2 separate regions of the Mus musculus genome follow, and region 1 is linked to region 2. The links are chromatin contacts, called in public promoter capture Hi-C maps. All regions are on one chromosome and are shown on one strand. Each heading gives the region's core, a stretch centred on a gene start, on an enhancer-like site or on the middle of the called end of the contact. The rest is flanking DNA. Distances are from core to core; before and after follow the strand shown.

What was found. Capture Hi-C pulls out chosen DNA fragments and counts their contacts.
Region 1: a contact with region 2 is called in a promoter capture Hi-C map of liver, with 2.6 times the contacts expected there. The contact joins the promoter of Btbd9 here to the promoter of Snrpc in region 2. A contact is called at or near these places in 1 of 39 promoter capture datasets (pre-B cells), 1 of 115 datasets of contacts at active chromatin or transcription factors (thymic regulatory T cells) and 1 of 9 other capture datasets (liver).

Annotation. Positions count from the first base shown.
Region 1 is chr17:30,575,010-30,577,709 of GRCm38.p6, reverse strand. It overlaps Btbd9 (BTB (POZ) domain containing 9), which reads left to right and starts at 1,423. Exons shown (of 11, transcript NM_027060.1): 1 at 1,423-1,564.
Region 2 is chr17:27,838,738-27,841,437 of GRCm38.p6, reverse strand. It overlaps Snrpc (U1 small nuclear ribonucleoprotein C), which reads right to left and starts at 1,351. Exons shown (of 6, transcript NM_011432.2): 1 at 1,269-1,351; 2 at 932-974. The coding sequence starts at 1,276.

The sequences.
Region 1 (2,700 bases), core at 174-2,673, 2.7 Mb before region 2:
GTTTGCTCTGTTTCTTCAAAGATCTCCCACTTCAGTTTGCCCCCCCCCCCTTTTTATTTTTTTGGTTTTTCTGAGACAGGGTTTCTCTGTATAGCTCTGGCTGTCCTGGAACTCACTCTGTAGACCAGGCTGGCCTCAAACTCAGAAATCCACCTGCCTCTGCCTCCAGAGTGCTGGGATTAAAGGCATGCGCCACCACCGCCCGGCTCCCTTTGTTTTTTTAAATGTACCAATCCCGAAGTCAATTCTCCAAGGACAAATAAATTGGGGACACGTGTATCGGAAAGTAGATGTATTAAATTGATGGATATCGTTCCACATGGAAGATGAGAGCGGAGAATGTTTCCCCAACCAACGTATCCACATTCCATCGTTCTACCATGTCATCCGTAAGGAATGTCACTACCATTTAGTAACTGACACACAAAGGCAGCTTTCTTTCCGTCTTGCTAAATGTTACTCCCACCTGTCTCAGCAACCACGCTAGAAACCTGGCCTACCTATTCATTCCCCCGCTCAGAGCTGGCCTCCGCGTTTCCATCCCCACCGCCAGAGTCTAGGTTGTGGCTCTGATCCTTCACTGGCCCAGCCCTAACCCTTGCTGTGTCTGTTCATTTTCACTGCCCATTTAAGTCGTCTTTGCTTGGAATTAAGTCTTCCATCTTCAAACCCACACACCCAGGTAAGTAACTTTCAAGAGTGACGACTCTCCAGTTTCGGCCAGGAAAGACCTACAACCCAATTTCTACGGCTTCAAAGTTCACAGTGCCTGCTTCTTATGTGAAAGATGGAGTCTAATGGGCTTTATACGTTACACTTGGTAGTCCTGGAGTGTCGAGGACTTATGTCCGGGCTTTCTGTCAGGGTCTTGAAATAAGGAGTTCGAATGAGATCAGTTCGCCCGCAGCCTCGCATGCATTATTTCGTCCTAAGTTGACACCTTTCTAGCGCAGGCAAGTCGGGTATCCGTCTTCCCACTGACAGAAGGAGGAAACTGAGTCGTGGTATTTCAGGCCTGGCCTCGTAGCACCTTCATGCTGGTAATGCCTCTCTTGGCCCATTCTCCTCGTCCAACTTCTCGCACGTAGCTGACTGTCCATCAGGCAAGCGACTAAGTGCAGAAAGACGAGGCTTTCTCCAACCGGCGCTCCGGCTCGTCCCCTTACGCAGTGACGCGACCGATGACGCTATTCAGTGACGTGTGATGACGTGCCTCACCCTGAGCCAGGTGTCGGCAGGGCGGCCACACCCTCAGGGCCCAGTACTGGAGGGGCAGTGGCTCCGACCTGGGGAAACACGCCGCAAGACCCCCGCCTGAGGCGACCTGGGGCCCTGGCGTCCTGGGTTCTACTGGCCCACGGTTGAGCCGTTGCTAAGTGACGCCAGCGCGCAGAGCGCGTGCGCGGCCACGGCGGTGTGCGTGAAAGCGGGCGCGCGCCGCGACGGCGGCGGCGAGGAAGGCGGCGACGGCGGCGGTCGAGGGGGCGGTGGCCACGAGGCGGGGTCGCTGCTGGCGGAAGAGACGTGTGTGGCGGCTTCTAGGTCGCTGAGGGACATCGTCGGGGTGAGTCGCCCGGACCGCTCGTGAGAGTTGGGGCCTGGCCGCACCTGCTGCGCGGGCCCGGGGCGCGGGGACGCGCTCCCCCTCCCCGCCGGACCCGCGCGCGCCGCTCCACGCCCCTCGGCCGCTGGTTCCGGGGGCGGGGACGGGGGCTGAGGAGGGTCAGTTCCCGGGCCTGGCGCTCTGGGGTGGGGGTGGGGGGGGGTGAGAGGGGGGCGCTGGAGAGAGGGGTGCCGAGGGACAAGTGACTGGACTCCAGTGCGACGCTGCCGGTTTCCTTTTAGGAATTTGAAGCGGGAGAAGCCCGCGTTCCTCAGCAGCCGCGCGTCCACACTGAGACGCCGACTGTGCAAACCTGACAAACGCGGAAATGGGGACCCTCGGGGTTCGCAAAGTTTTGGGGTAAACCGCGAAGAGATCCGTCAGCTCTACCCTGGCGGGTCTGGGAGTAGGAGCGGGTTGTTAGAGAGATCGTTAGAATCTGTGCCTGCGTGAGCGTCGGGCACACCCACGACCCGGGGAAGGCGACTTGTCAGTGAAGATGCTGGTTGACTAACCTGTTGCCTGGACCTTCCAGCCTCACGTGCATGCCCACGTGCTTCTCTGAACATTATTATTATTATTATTATTATATCCTGTGTTGATCCACATTTTTGAAGCCAAGGGACCATATCCATCCAGTATTGTTACTTCCTCATAGACTCAAATCTGCCCTTGTATCTATTTCCCAGAACCGTGCTGTGCTTTGGCCATTTCAAGGGTCTTGCAGGTAGAGCAGCCCTGCCTTTTGTGTGTGTTCTTCCCAGAAGCAGTGCGGGCTGTTATTTATCTGGTGGAAATGTAGATTGTGTTTCACGCGTGGGCTGGCATGGTGAGACTGGAGTTAAATGATGCAACTGGCCATCAGCCAGTATACAGGATTCTGTTGGGTCCGTTGTATGTGGTGGTTTTTTAAGGAGGAATAATGGAGACAAATGGAAGAAATAATCTTTCCCGTTATGAGTTAAAGGCAGTGCCAAGTGAGAGTGACAAGATAGGGAGCACTGACATTTGATCATGCCTAAAAACTGAGGGACATAACTTTAGAGTTTCCACCCAGAGTCTAAAATCAGGAGATTCAGTTTTATAACGGAGTCTCT
Region 2 (2,700 bases), core at 102-2,601:
AATGAAACCCTTTCCAAAAATAAATAAGCCAAGGAAGTGGTGGCACATAACTTTACTCCGTGCACTCAGAAGGCAGAAAGCAAGCAGCTCTCTGTGAGTTCGAAGTCAGCCTGGTTTACAAATTATTCCAGAAGATCTGTCTTGTTTCCTCAGGAGATTGGGGGGGGGGGGGGCAGATAAATAGATTATTTAAAACTATTAAAACCATAAAAACCAAATTTTGTTGTTGCTAAAGGTTGTTTTGATTTGCTTTTTTTTGAGGTAGGGTCTCCCACCATAGCCTTAAACTCACAGCAATGCTCCATCTCAGTGTACTAGGAAGACAGGCGCCAGGCCCTAACTTTGTTGCTGGGCCTTGTGGCTGCTACACACGGGGCAACACTAATCACATATCTCAGTTATTCCTCCTGATGATCAATAGTTAATGAGGTTCTCACAGGAGCTGAGAATGGAGCTGTACACTAAGACATTTCTTTCCATTTTAACCAGGCATTTGAATAATGTGACATAATCAAATCTGCAAGTTTGTAGGAACACACTCCTGGTTTGTTTGTTTTTTGTTTTGTTGGGCTTTTTTTGGAGGGTGGGGCGAGTTATTTTGACAAGGTCTCAATATGTATCCTTAACTGACCTGGAATTTGCCATCTTCCTGGCTCAGCCTCTCAAGTATTGACATTACAGGTACATGCAGTTTCTGTATACGCAAATGCTTTCCATCTTCAAGCTTGCTTAAAGTTTTATCATTCTGCAAATACCTTCAAATTGCAAAGACCTCACAAAAAGGGTGGGAAAAAACACCCGCTTCCTAATTACTTTCTAAGAAAGGTTGTCATAAAATTTCCAGGAGACTGTAATGCACACACCTGGACCTAAAGAAAAAGAATTTTGCATACAAGGCGTTTTAGGATTATAAAAAAGACCCGCCACTTACAGAATCGTGGGTAAGATACGTATCACAGTAGTCACAATAAAACCTGAAATGACAAAAGAAAACGTCAGCAATTAACAGCTGTCCAAACAAACAGACCCAAAACCCAACTTCCTCGGATTGTAAGTCAAACAAAGCGTCCTGACAGAATGCGAGGCTTCTGAGCGAGGGTCCGCGCCCACTCTGCCAGGATGGCCGGAGAGCCTGGGTCTCCACCCGCCATCCCTCGGAGGGGCTCGCCTTCCCCTCGGAACGTCCAGAACCCGAGGCCGCCGCCCTGCACCTTCACCAGGACCCAACTGACCACCGCAAGTCCGCTTGCTCCCAGGGCCACACTCACTTGGGCATGATGCTCCACAAGCCGTTGGCTACCCCGATCCCCGCCGCCAGGAACTGACGCACACAGGCTGCGCCGACGCGAGCAAAGGATGCAGACAGGAGGGGTAGGACTTCCGCTTCCGGCCTCTGCCCTACGGATGCTGTGGGTGCCTCTGAGGTTCAATCCGCGCTCACTTATTCAGGATTAGTTACTCCGTCTAGGAAGTGCGTAATTTAGTACTATCAACAAAAGGTTCCAAAACCCTGAGTCAGCAGTTCCTACGCTGCGAATCATTAATCCAGCTTCTCAAATTGTGGTGACCCCCCCAACCAGAAATTATTCTTGTCGCTATTTCATAACTGTAATTTTGCCACTCGTATGACTAGTAATGCAAATTATCGGTGTTTTCTGATGGTCTTAGGAGAAACCTGTGAACGGGTTGTTCGACCCGCAAAAGGTGTCACGACCACTGCTCTAGTATGTACCCAGCTCTTCTGTAAATGAGAAGTGAAAAAGGCAGAACCAAATCAGGTAAAAGTTCTCATTCTCCAAGACCTGATTAGCAGTAAGCTGAAATCGATCAGTGGCTGAGGGATCAAAGTCCTATGCTGGGGAAATGAAGCGGGGAAGAGCGCAGCTGAACATCAAGGAAGACAAAGAAAATGTAGAAGACGATCACTGAGAAATTGATCATTGTATTTGAGCAATTAAGACAGACGTGAATTGTAGGGACACACTCCTGGGTGAGTGGGGCGGGTCTCAAGTTTTAAACCCTGTCTCCCTGCTTCCTTCCTAGCTGTGCAATTTACTCTCTCTGAGCTTCAGTTTCCTTATCTGAAAAGTAAAGGTAATAACTTGTGCAGTTTAAGGAAGAATCAAATGTAAAAATGCTGGAAAGTAGCTGGAGAATTGGTGTAGCGATTAAGCATTTGTTGCTCTTGGAACAATCTAAGTTCGATCACCAACACTCCCCCGTGGTGACTCCCACCTGTCTGCAGCTCAAGTCTCAGGGTGTCTGATGGATCTTTTTTAATCCACTCCCAGCACTAGGCACATACATGGTGCACTTACAAACTAAACACCCATATACATACAATAATACAAAAATGAATTTAAGCCGGGCAGTGGTGGCGCACGCCTTTAATCCCAGCACTTGGGAGGCAGAGGCAGGCAGATTTCTGAGTTCAAGGCCAGCCTGGTCTACAGAGTGAGTTCCAGGACAGCCAGGGCTACACAGGGAAACCTTGTCTAAAATAAAACAAAATATAAAAAAAATTTAAATGTAAAGCTCATAGGGCATTTAGCGAAAGGTCTATGCACTTAGGCCACCATAAATGGTAGTGATTCTATAGACGTTGTTAGCAGTACATTGCCAACTAACAGGTCAAACTTAGAGTCTGTTCTCTCAAACAAAGTGGATTGCCTTTTAACTTGAACTCCAAAGAATGAGAGA